4 separate regions of the Mus musculus genome follow, and all the other regions are linked to region 2. A link is a contact called in public Hi-C and promoter capture Hi-C data. All regions are on one chromosome and are shown on one strand. Each heading gives the region's core, a stretch centred on a gene start, on an enhancer-like site or on the middle of the called end of the contact. The rest is flanking DNA. Distances are from core to core; before and after follow the strand shown.

Region 1 (3,031 bases), core at 415-2,914, 180 kb before region 2:
CTCAATAATCCTTTCCTTCCTCTACTCTTGGAACATACCTCCTCACCTTCAAGCCACAGATCATGTCTGGCTCCAGAGTTTTGTCAAGCAGTACAAGGGAGTTTCCCCTGCTTCAAGTAGATCCTACATCCCTTGTCATGCTGCCGAAGAAGTGTATAAAATGTGTGAGTATGTGTGCGCATGCTCATTTGTGTATGTTATGTGCACACTCGAGAGGATGTGAGTGTGTGTGTGTGTGTATGTGTGTGTGTGCACCACTGTCTCTCCATGGTGGCACATGAGCAAATATATGCCCACTCCCAGCTGTTTCCCTGTCTTTTCAGATATGAAGGCAGATGCATGAGTTTTGGGGGATTGACTATTTCTATTTACCTCATATAGGATTTGCAGATGGACAATAACAGACCAAACAAATGATTCCACCCAAGCCCAGAATTGGGACACAATGATATTAAAAGATCAGAATATGTTCACCATTGCAGTTCTTGACTCCTGTCTCAAAGGTGCAGACTCAAGACTGAAATGACATGAGAACATGGTATTTGTACATTATTACCATAGTCAGACTGAAACGCCACTTGAATGTCCAGGTAGAGGTTCAATTACATACAATACCATGGAATCCAGAGACAATATAAGGGAATGGAGATGCTCTCTAAAATAAGGAGTGGATTCCTAGTGAGTCACAATGCAGGAGGAAAGGGTGACATAGCAATTGCTTCTGCTACCAAAGGAATATACACATGTATGTGTAAGTGTAGCCCTAGGAACTGACTGGAGCTGGCACAAATGAGCTGATTTCCAACTAGGTTGGCACTGGTGTCCTAACCACAAAGAGAAAAACATTATGAAAATTTATTTATAGAGATAAAATCACCATGTGGACATATCAATGTTATTTGAAGTTCAGTTACATAAAACATGGAAGATACTCTTTCTGCTGCTCCAAAATCATAAAACGTGAGAAAGGAACAATGGTTGTCAAGGAGGGACCTCTGATCTAGAATTTTGGCCAGGGTCTTTCTGGGGTTTCTGGCAGCTGCTTAGCATTCTCAGTGGGGTTTTCATGAGGTCCCTCCGTCATTTCTGTAACATACATGTCCTGGTCATGTGAGGAAACTCATAGCCATCTCTTCTGTCCTAAGAAATGTTATTTCCCAACAAACACCAGTGTGCACTCAACTCCACAGAAAGAAAGTCCGTCCCCACAGAAACACCTGCCTCTGAACTGGAGCAGCTGCTTTGAGCCACTGAAGGATGTCCTCTGCCAGGGCCTGGGAAGAGGTGCTGGATTCGGCACTCAAAACTACAGCAGACCTAATTCAACTTGAATTTCTGAGAAACAATGAATAATTGTCTTCTAGTATATTTGTGCTGGAAAGTAACCTGTTTGTCTAAAAACAAATTTCAATCAGGCAGCCACCAACCTAGACACTTAGGTTAGTTTTCCTATTGGGTGGCTAGTGGGCCGGAGATGGGAGGAGGAAGAGAAAGAGGAGAAACCGGAAGAGAGGAGGGAGGAGAAGGGGAACTAACCCTCTCTCGGACTCCGGGTTGAGACCTCCGCCTCCGGGTTATGACTCGCAAGGTGAAAATTTGACAACTGCTTCTGCAGAGACACTAGAGAACCGGTTCGAAGGAAAACGGCCCAGCCTCCTTGGTCCACGCAGCTGATGCACGTTCTGGCCACCTGCCAGTGAGTCGCGTCCCGTTGCCTGGCAACGAGAGCACGCTCAAGTGTAGCGCTAAGGTTCCATTGCTACCCAATCAGTGGAGGCAAAGAGAAATGAAAGGGGAATTCGCGCAGTGGGAGTGGGGGTGGGAGTGGGCGTGGGAGGGGTGGCGTTCTCTAGCCTGAGCTTGGAGTGCGCACTGTAGGGGATGGGGCACGCACGCAGATGGGAGAACCAGATTTATGGGAGAGGAAGCACTGTGGAGAAACAGCGGGACAGAGACTTGGAACCTAGCAGGCATAGGAACCCTTAGATAGGAGCCCTGTGGACCAGCAGATCTTTGAAAGTCAGGGGAGACTCCTTTGATCCCTGGGGATTAAAGCTGCAAGCTTGTTGTCGGCTTGGCAATTTTAAGACTCCACACCTTTCAGAGCAAACTCAAACGCAAGCAACTTCAGGTTACCCAAAGGCACCCTCTGCCAGGCCCTCCTATGCACTTTCCCCTGATGTGCTTGGTTAGTTTTTGTCAACGTGACACAAACCTAGATATACCTTGAAGGAGGAAATCTCAAATGAAGAACTGCCTCCATCAGACTGACTTGTGGGCATGTATGTCTGTGAAGCGTTTTCTTGATTGCTAATTATGGGCATATGCCCACTATGAGCTGCGAGTGCCCATCCCTGAGAAGGTGGACTTGTGCTGTGTAAGAAAGGTAGCTGAAGCCGGGCAGTGGTGGTGCACACCTTTAATCCCAGCACTCAGGAGGCAGAGGCAGGCAGATTTCTGAGTTCGAGGCCAGCCTGGTCTACAGAGTGAGTTCCAGGACAACCAGGGCCACACATAGAAACCCTGTCAAGCAAGGAAGGAAGGAAGGAAAAGGAAAAAAAGAAAAAAAAGAAAAGGAAAAGGGGAAAAGGAAAGGAAGGAAAAGGTAGCAGAGTCAGCCAGGGAAAGCGAGCCTGTAAGCAGCATTTCTGTCATAGTTACTGTTTCATGCTCTTGCACTGAGTTCCTGGCTTGGCTTTCCTTGATGACGACTGACTGTAATCTGTAAACCAGATAAATCCTTTTGTCCCCCAGTTCGCTATTGGTCATGGTGTTTATCAGAGCAAGAAAAAGCAAACTATGGGCATGGCATTGCTTAGTGGTAGAGGCTTTCATAAATGCAAGAAGGGACACTAATGGATCAACAACGAATGAGCCCTCCCTCTACCCACCTACCCCCAACATCAGAGCACTCAGACATATTTACTCAGGACTTAGTATGTGACTGTACTGGCTGGTTTTGTGTGTCAGCTTGACACAGGCTGGAGTTATCACAGAGAAAGAAGCTTCAGTTGAGGAAATGCCTCCATGA
Region 2 (3,254 bases), core at 46-2,545:
AGCACTAATGGAGTAATTTCTCCTATTCGTTTACAAATCCCAGGACGCCACTGCTTTCAAAGGCCTGGAACCATTCCTCTGCTTTTAATAGTGTTTTCTCTGCCTTCTATCCTGTTCTTTTAAGAATCTGGGGACACAGAGGCTAGATGTCCTTCCTGCCTTTGGTTCACCAGTGTCCCAATTTGCTTCCCTATTGCCTGGGATAAAACGCCGACCAAAACCGGCTTGAGAGAGGAAAAGGGACTGGCCTGAGAGGAGGGTGTCTGGCTGCCACATTCGTTTTTGACCCTGTGGGCTTAACTGGAGAGACTCCGCTTGGTTCTGCTTACTTTTGTGTCAGTCTTGCAGAGAGAGACAGATTCAGACTCCGGGTCTCTACCATTTCTCTTGGTTTCCGGATCCCTCTTCCATCCCTAGGGAAGTGGAGAAACTGATACCACCAATCCAACCTGCTCACAGTGCCAGATCTTGCCTGTTTTCTCCGGATAGGGTTGCAGCTTTAAACTACGAAGAGGATGTCAAATTTGAAATCTGGGTGGAGCGCTGCTGCGGCAGCCTACTGGCTGCATAGCCCGAGGCATGCACTACCTTCCTGGGCTTTCCTGTCTGGATAAAAGGACACCTATGAACAGCTCTGCAAGCAAGCTTATTAGAAAGGGAGCCTCGGGTCTCAGCAAGAGCAGCTCCTACCCACCTCAAAGCAGAAGCCTGGACATTTGTATTAAAGCAGACTAGCAAGGACTTGGACAACAAAGATATCAACAACAACCTCCCAAATGGCCCACTGGGGAGGCCTGTCTTTAAGCACATGCAGAGTTTAAAAGTCTGCTCTAGGGAAAGGAAATGATGTCATCTTTATGGTCATGAGCACTGTGGTAAGGTAATAACCCCTACATTTCTTCTACTGATTCCATTTTGTTCGCCAGTTTGAATCCAAAACAGATAGGAGGGAAGGCATTTCCTCCCCAAGGCACTTTAAGAAGTAATAACATTATCTTCCAGGTGCCCTGAAATGAGGAAGGTTGCTCATGGTGAAGCAGATACAGTTGTGGCACCTGGGGTCCCAGAAGCTTTTGAAAGTTGCATAGGCCTCTGACATTGGCTCAAAAGACATGGAATTAGTAGGCAAACAACTTCTTCCCCACCCCCTCTTATCTGCAGGGGAGGGATCAGTTCTCAGCTGGCCGGGCCAGTGTCACTGATACAGCTGGTGTCATTGTTACCTTCCACTAACAGATCACTCGACACCTCCCGACCCAGGTGGATTTGGGTCTGAGCAGATGTTTGGAGCCTTATTGTTGTAGAAACCCCAGGTGAAGCCACAACACTGCTGAAATGTGGTAATTTAATGATAAGTGATCTTAATAGGAAGCCAGGACTAGACAGCTCTCTGCCTCTGCTACCTCTCAGAGCCCCTTGGTTCTTGCTGCTTGGGTGAATAATGCTGTCCTGGCCGATATGAATCCATCATTGGCTGGGAGCTGAGACAGGACAAAGATGCTGTCCAAGGAGAGGTCATCTGGAGTGACTCCAAAGTGAGGAGCTAGGGCAGAATTGGCTCAAGGCGCTGGCCTGGCCCAGGGATCTTGTGTAGCCTTGGAGTTCTGACTGGCTGCACTCCGGTGTGCGTCCCCCACAGCATCATGCTGCAGCAGATCCTGCAGGACATGTACATCGACCCGGAGCTGTTGGCCGAGCTCAGCGATGTGCAGAAGCACATCCTCTTCTATAAGATGCGAGAGGAGCAGCTGCGGCGATGGAGGGAACGGGAGGCGTGGGATGCCCTGGCTCAGGCAGAGGGCCTGAGGCCCGCAAAGGTCAAGAGAGGTATGTGGCTTGGGGGTGGGGGTGGGGGGCGGGTCACCAAATCTTAACTAATAATGAGAAAGTTAACGAGTCAAGGCTGGGTTCTCCTTTCGTATGGGCACTAGTGTGATAAAGACTGGGGATTTGGAAGCCTTGTGCTGGGGCCTTTAGTCCCACTAGCTTGGGTTTCCAACCAGGATTATAGAAGAATGTGGCAGGGACTATGCAGGACTCAGATGGGCTGGGGAAGTGTAGACTTCCTCACTTCAAAGAAGGCGCTGTGGAATCTGATGCTTGACAATTGCATGGTGCATAACAGAGACCATTGTCTTCTTTCTTTTTCTGATTCTGGGAATTGAGTCTGAGGCTTTGTGTACTCTACTAGTAAGGTATATGCCCAGACCAAGGGCATATTCTCTACCCTTGAAAGACCCACAAAGTGAGGACTCTCCCACGTTCTGACTCAGGAGAGGCGACACCCCAAAATCCCCCACAAGAAACGGTCTTGTTGCAAACTGCAAGAGGATTTTTATTCAAGAGCGCTCTCCGGCCCACAGTCATACACCACGCAGGGGTAGAGGACCACGGCGGCCCGAGTAGCTGGGTAAGGGGGTATTTAAAGGAAGAAACCACAACTCAAGGAAGTGGGGAGGGCGTTGTTGGAAGATACCAAAGATACCAGTTAAGAGTCACAAGGAATACCTGGTAATTGTTAACTCTCAAGACAGCTTCTAAGAGCCCCTAACTATAGCACATTTGCATTGCAGGTTCTGGTAATGGTCAGGGTGACTTTCTTTGAATGAGCACTCTTTGAACCCAGGAAGTGGGTGGGTGGAGGAATGTCGCTATCTGTTTTATGATTAGCATACCTTTACAAAGGCCACATTCCCAAGCCTGGGCCTAAAGGCCTAGAATTCTGTTTTTACTTTGTTATACTTTCACCCTCAATAGCAGTTCTAGTCAGAATACATTGAAGATAACTAGGTCCTTCCTCCCTGGCATATAGACTCTGATTCTCAGCTTAGGTCTCTACTCTATATCACAGCCCACAGTGTACTCCACAGCCCACGTCTTCATGTGAGAGGATGCTGTGGGTTGTGTTTATAGTCCCACTGCGCATCTGCCAGAAGGATGCCAGAAAATTTCCTCGCATAATGAGTCATCATCTCCAAATGGCAATAGCAACTTCCGGCAAGAAGCAAAGACCCAACCTGTCTTTCAGGTACTTTATATTCAAAGTCATTTGTCAGTTAAAGCCATGTACTGGGGCTAACAGACCTACTTGGGACCTCTAGCCAGCATCAGGTGTGCTAAGGCACCTTGCACATTCTAGATTCTGCTACGGAGACTAGCTTTTGTGTATGTTGTACACACTTTATGGTCCCTTTGAAAACATTACAATAAAGTAAATGCAGAGTCACCAATAATGTGCTGGTGTTGCATACATT
Region 3 (3,128 bases), core at 368-2,867, 210 kb before region 2:
GACACAACATATCGCCCAGAAGGATGTGAATAAGTTCTCAAATCCTCAAATCAGTGTGCCTAAATCCAGGTTTCTCCTAGAACAATGGTTATCAACCCCAGAGCTCTCCTAGATCAGTTGTTCTCAATGTGGTATTCCCATACCAGCAGAAGCAGCACCTCCTAAAAGCTGTTATAAATTAGAATTCTTAAGCATCTACCTATCAAGACCTACCAAATTGGACACGATGGGAGTAAGTCCCAGCCCTTGGCGTCATTGAGCCTTGTGATGTGATGCCTCTGTACTATACAGCTTGACAACCTCTGTCCTACAGTCAGAACTTGTGACTACCTACTCAGGGTCCTGTCACTGACAATTGTCTGTAGCTTTCCATCACAATCCATCCCCCTTTCAAGAACCAAAACAATGTTTGAATGTTCCTCTATAGCAGTGGTTCTGAAGCTTCCTAATACTGTGACCTTTTAATACAGTTCCTCATGTTGTAGTAACCCCCAACCAAAGTTATTTTTGATGCTACTTCATAACTGTCATTTTGCTACTGTTATGAACAATTCAAAACAGTGTTTTCTGGTGGTCTTAGGTGACCCCTGAGAAGGGGTTATTTGACTCTCAAGGAGTCAAGACCCACACATTGAAAAGCACTGCTCTTTAGGAAGTTCATACTGTGTCAGAAAAGCATCTCTGAGATCCTTGCCATCTGCAGCTCCGACTCAGCAGCCATTAGAGTGCAGTGCTATTCCTTTCTAACCTGTGCATGGCTCACATGCAAAACTTTTTCCTATTTGAGAACCATCCTCCTAGTCTTCAAGATGGGTGACACCTTTACAACCAGCAAAGAAAGCACACTTCCTGCAAAGAGTCTCTACAGCAATGGATGAACCTTGTTTTTAAGGTACCTAGTAAAAGTAACTCCTGGCACAGGCTGGGGATGGCAGGATTACCTGAGTTCAAGGCAACCTACTTACCTGGATGCCCCTCTCCTACAGATTCTGATGTGAACATGAAGGCTCCCTCTTCACTTAGAGAATGGTCACACAAGCCATCCACAGGTCCATTCATTGTGCCACACTTTTCGACTTCACTTCTCCAAAGTGACAACTTCAGAGCTTTTTCTTTTCTTTCTTTTCTTATCCTCCCCCTACAAACCCAACAGGCAGATCTTTGGCAGAATCCCGAGGAGATGACTTCTGCCTAAGTGCCTATGAGCATATGAGGACAGGGTAAGGATGGGCAAAGAGGGAGATAGCGGATGGAATACAGATGTGTCACTCCAGGCTGGTCGCAGCTTGCTCCCAGGTGACTCCTATATATGGAAAAGTGAAAGTGCCTGAATAATCAAGCAAGGACAGTGGAGGAGTCCATTTCCTGGAAGGGGGGAGGTCTTTTTACCTTGAGGAATTTCAGCCTTCAGCTCTGATGTCTCAAGTGGCAAGTCTGTGGTCTAAGTGAGATTAGGAAGGCTGTTTAGCCTCTCGGACCGGAAGTGCCTTTCGGACTTCCTTCAGCTCCTTAGCTAATCTCTGAGTGGTTCCCGGGATACCATCCCACTCTGGAGACCTGGGGGCCTGGAGTTACTCATGGGCAGCCAGAAAGTCTCCCAGAGATTTGGTATGGGCTAAGGTTGCAACACAGTGAGGCTCTGCTGTGAAGGCTTCTCTCCACCCCCACACCTGCTCTGGATTGGGCTCGCCCCCTCTACCTCCTCAGCGCAGAACAGGAGCCAAGAGAGTGCACCTGTACCCTGAACCAGCTGTACCATTACACAACAGATTCGCTTTAGTTCGAGGGAAATCTTTGCCGCCCGCATTTTTTTTTCCTGACACAAGAAATCACCTAAGCTGTCAATATCTCTAAGAGACCTGCAAACACATTAACAAGCTAGAGGTTTGGTAGTGGCGCTGGTGGGTGATCCAGGACACAAAGATTATTAATTTTTTAAAATGGAATTTTGAGAAACAGATTCATTATGTGCAAATTAGTATTCCGGTTTAGTATCCCCCCCCCCAACATGTGACAAACTTCCGTGAGTTCAGTTTTGTTCCTCTCATAAACACATGAAGTTCCTATAACTTCATTCTATGCAGGATTGATAGTATCCTTAATTAGCTTGTGTCAAAAATGATAGCGTCTGTCTGCAGGTTTTCTCCTACTCTCAGATCTACAATGTTTGAGTAATGGGAAGTTGAGACCAGACAGGAGATTAGTAAGAAACCAGTTCCTTCTAGAATACAATAAAAAGTAACCAACCAAAGCCTTGTGCCTACAGAGTGGACTGGAGGAAGCTCAAAATAGGAGGAGGTAATGTCCAAAACAACTAACCTTAGTGGCTAAAACCTGCCCTGCACTTATACAGGCACTTTATACACTTTTGGGGTTTTTTTCTGGCACAAATTCTAGTGCTCCAAACCTTGAGGTTAGTTAATCAAAACAGTCACTCTAGGAAATTAAAACTACAATAAATCGATATGGGATGCTACGAGGCTGCTTGTAACTGCACAGCTATCAAAGCACTTAACAAGAAGTGAGCTAACTTGCTTAGGTACATGACTGCTAAAACATGGGATCGAAAGGGACACTGGGCTCACAGTGAGCTATTGGATGGAACACAGGGCCCCCAATGGAGGAGCTAGAGAAAGTAACCAAGGAGCTAAAGGGGTCTGCAACCCAATAAGTAGAACAACAATATGAACTAACCAGTACCCTACCCCACCCCCCGGAGCTTGTGTCTCTAGCTGCAGAAGATGGCCTAGTCAGCCATCATTGGGAAGAGAGGCCCCTTGGTCTTGCAAACTTTATATGCCTCAGTGTTTGTGCTGAAAATATTTCAACATCATTGTCTCTTTGTAAATTACTTTTGGGTACATTAGTTTCAAACCTAGAGACAATACAAACTAATGTGTAATTTGAAGCATAGGCCTAGGTTACCCTAGCTAGTAGAACTGTAGCAACATTATAAATATGCTTCAAGAGCAACTTAAAGTCTAATTATTAATAATTCTTTAAGGTTCTTAGATCCAGCAAGGAGACAGAAAACAAGGCACCTCTCTTTTGAATTTCAAAATGAGTAATAACATCATGGGGCAGAGGGTACCTGTTAGATGTTCTTTATACAGAAATAGGGCTTTCAG
Region 4 (3,046 bases), core at 166-2,665, 140 kb before region 2:
GCATAGAGCCAAGAGCCGCAAGTGAGGAGGTGCTACTGGCCTGAGGACCATCTCCTGTAAACATTTCAGGTTTCATAATTAGTGGATTAAACTCCAGAATCTTGCTTTATACACCAGATTCTGATGTATAGATCTGACTAGCATCTAGAATTTTCTTAAAAGATCTGAACATTTCCTTAAGCAACCTCACAGAACAAGATAAAAAGGCACAGATGAGGACTTAACCGTAAGAGAAGGGATTATATAAAAAATTATTTTGATATGGTACTCACCTTTCTAAAATATTTCAGGTATATAATTAGATTGAACAAAATTCATTATTGAACTATCCCACTATGGATATTATGTAGTTGAAAGAGTGATAATGTAGTAAGTTAGTTGTCCTAACAAATGCATCGTCTAAGGGTGAGCACGTGTGTGTACATGCATGTATGCATTCATGTGTTTATATATACATGCTTGTATGTATATGCATGTGTACATATATATTTAAATGTATGTGTAAAGAACTGTGTAGAAAGATGGCCCTTTGAGTGATAGGATTACTACTAAATTTGTGTTTTATTATGCTTTTCTATGTTGCTTCAAATTCTCTAGCATGATTCTGAGCCCTTTATAAAACTCAAAACATATACACAAAAATTTCATTTGCAGTAAATAATTTTAAGCAAACCTTGTTAATATGCAAATGAGCAACTTTGTGTCTTCATTTTCACCACTGTGGAATCCTATTTATAGTTTAGCTTTGTTGTGACTTGCATGGTGTGGTAGTTTGGACGAGAATGGTCGTTATGTTTGAATGTTTGGTCCCAAGTTGATGGCAGTATTTAGGAAGGACTTGGATGTATGGCCTTGTTGAAGGAAGTGAGTCTCTGGGTTCAGGCTTTGCGGTTTCAGAAGCCCACACCAAGCTCACTCAGTCTCTCTCTCTCTCTCTCTCTCTCTCTCTCTCTCTCTCTCTCTCTCTCTCTCTCTCTCTCTCTCTCTCCTCCTCCTCCTCCTCCTCCTCCTCTCTCTCTCTGTCTCTCCTCCCTTCCTCTTTCCCTTCTTTCCTCCCTGCTTCTGTCTCAGAATTGTGAATGAGCTCTCAGCTACTACCACAGTGCCACATCTGTCTGCCTGTCCCCACGCTCCCTGCTATGATGGTCATGGTCTTACCCTCTGTACTGTAAAGCCCTAATAAACTCTTTCTTCTGTAACTTGCCTTAGTCATGTTGTCTCTCTCTTTATAACAAAAGAGAAGGCCCCAGCACCTGACAATCATGGAGTAACTTCTCTGACGGCATCCCTTTCTGTATTACTCTCAGGCTGTTTGGATTGTGAGGGATCTGCTAGTCCTAGGAACCTCTTCCTCCCCGGGGCAGGGCAAATGTATTAATATTTCACTGTGTGATTTGTTCTCTTTGGACTTTTGAACTTGCTGGTCCTTATCTGGGGTTCAGCAGGCCTTTGGGAGCTTTCTAAAGTCGTTCTACCCACAGTGTAATGGGAAAGCTAGGCTGTGGGAGGGAGATGTGATTCTCTGTCACGTTCTTCCGTTCTTTTTTTATCCACTTAAACAGTGAAAGAACCCACTGAAATGCCCTCATCCTCGGCTTCTCTGACACTTAAATGTTCTGTGAAGGACATGCCTGGGTCACCAAGAATTCCCAAGCTTCTGATGATACCACAGTTCTTACCATCATTCTTGGACTCACGTAATTTTAAGACAGTTCTTGTAGTTACAAGTAGCCAGTGCCCCTCCCCCTCCCCCCTTCCAGTACTTTCTCTGTGGATGAGAGACCAGCTGCTTTACGTTATATAGCCACAGGGTGGCAGCAGTGCTTCATGACTTTAACTTGCCTCTGCCGCAACTAGGAATTTTTTTTTTTTTTTTTTTTTGGTGGTGGTGGTGGGTTTTCTTTGTTTGGTTGGTTAGTTTTTGTTGTTGTTATTGTTTGTTTGGTTGGTTTGGTTTGGCTTCTTCACTTAACAAAACCTACATATATTTATAGTGTACAACATAATGACTTGAAATATGTATACATTGTGGAATGGCTAAATATAGAAATAATTAGCATATTCATTATTGCTCTTCCTTAGTGATTTTCTTATATGCATACCTGATTAACTATAGTTTGCATGCTGGACAGTAGATCTCTTGAACTCATTCTTTCTATCTCATGGAAATAGATCTTTTAACCACTTCGCAAACCAGTCTGCGCGCACGCACACACACACACTCACACATATCCCAAGGATCAACTCAAGAGAAAGGGTAGAAAGCAGTAAGAGCCAGAAGTCAAGAGAAGCCTATATGTTCCAGCGTTGAGGAAGAAGCCCTAGCTAAGTGCTACTGACAGTCATAGCTTCTAGGAGAGGGAGAATCAGCCTTCTTTAGGGCTAAGGGCTCTGGCGGATGATCGATCCCACACTCATGAGTGTAGGCACAGCACAAACTGGACTCAGTGGACTACTAAAACAAACCAAAACAGAAGTAGACATCACATGTGGGATGGGGCTTAGAAGAGTCACAGGGGACTGGAGAATAAATATGATCAAAATGTATTGTATACATGTATGAAATCACAAAGAATAAAGTACTTTTAAAGGCCTAAATAAAAAGTTTCCTTTTGTGTTTTTTTTTTCATGGAAATTTAATTAGCATACAATTTTCTGGGGCGAAAAAAAGCCCTGCTTTGGCTTATATAGGTGTCAATAATTTGCAAGACTGCAAAGCAACGAACAACTCATAAATAGCAGTGATTGTTTACTGAGCACCTATCAAGTTCAACTACTCCTTAAATCTGCTTTATTTGTAACTGCAAAGAAAGATAATGAGTAGAAGGACTATAAAGGAAACAGAGGCCCATGAGGAAGAAGTCATATTATTTTATGTTTGGTTCTGTCTGAATCCCTTTTCTATTTCTATAACAAAAATGCATAAGGCTGCATAATTTATCGAAATTTATGGAGGTTTTTGTTGTTGTCTGATTGGTTGGTTGGTTGGTTGGTTGGTTGGTTGGTTGGTTGGTTGGATGGTTGGTTGGTTGGTTGGTTGGTTGGT

The links. Hi-C and Micro-C count contacts between places; a contact is called where the count stands out from the background. Capture Hi-C pulls out chosen DNA fragments and counts their contacts.
Region 1: a promoter capture Hi-C map of liver shows a contact between it and region 2. The contact joins the promoter of Dydc1 here to the promoter of Sh2d4b in region 2. A contact is called at or near these places in 13 of 39 promoter capture datasets (the 3T3-L1 cell line, 3T3-L1-derived adipocytes, the C10 cell line and 7 more) and 2 of 9 other capture datasets (adipose tissue and liver).
Region 3: a contact with region 2 is called in a promoter capture Hi-C map of pancreatic islet. The contact joins the promoter of Mat1a here to the promoter of Sh2d4b in region 2. A contact is called at or near these places in 1 of 39 promoter capture datasets (the C10 cell line) and 1 of 9 other capture datasets (pancreatic islet).
Region 4: a Hi-C map of extraembryonic ectoderm shows a contact between it and region 2, with 2.1 times the contacts expected there. The contact joins the enhancer-like site here to the promoter of Sh2d4b in region 2. A contact is called at or near these places in 5 of 39 promoter capture datasets (the C10 cell line, embryonic stem cells, hematopoietic stem and progenitor cells and 2 more), 3 of 15 datasets of contacts at CTCF or cohesin (the G1E-ER4 cell line, embryonic stem cells and large pre-B cells), 16 of 484 Hi-C or Micro-C datasets (the C3H10T1/2 cell line, the CH12 cell line, the G1E-ER4 cell line and 11 more), 6 of 115 datasets of contacts at active chromatin or transcription factors (CD8 T cells, cardiomyocytes, embryonic stem cells and 1 more) and 4 of 9 other capture datasets (adipose tissue, embryonic stem cells, liver and 1 more).

Annotation. Positions count from the first base shown.
Region 1 is chr14:41,071,544-41,074,574 of GRCm38.p6, reverse strand. Dydc1 (DPY30 domain containing 1) reads right to left here and starts at 1,664. Exons shown (of 8, transcript NM_027094.1): 1 at 1,537-1,664. It also overlaps a transcript of Dydc2 not described here.
Region 2 is chr14:40,891,355-40,894,608 of GRCm38.p6, reverse strand. It overlaps Sh2d4b (SH2 domain containing 4B), which reads left to right and starts at 1,295. Exons shown (of 8, transcript NM_177816.4): 1 at 1,295-1,827. The coding sequence starts at 1,644.
Region 3 is chr14:41,103,522-41,106,649 of GRCm38.p6, reverse strand. It overlaps Mat1a (methionine adenosyltransferase I, alpha), which reads right to left and starts at 1,617. Exons shown (of 10, transcript NM_133653.3): 1 at 1,390-1,617; 2 at 966-1,303. The coding sequence starts at 1,059.
Region 4 is chr14:41,032,305-41,035,350 of GRCm38.p6, reverse strand. No RefSeq gene overlaps it. Among named protein-coding and RNA genes, the nearest start is that of Prxl2a, 20 kb to the right of the region's middle. Within about 2 kb of position 1,415, at least 8 of the 459 cell types and tissues checked have an H3K27ac peak or open chromatin away from gene starts, as enhancers often do. A contact at or near this core is called in the CH12 cell line, extraembryonic ectoderm and liver, where this site is marked.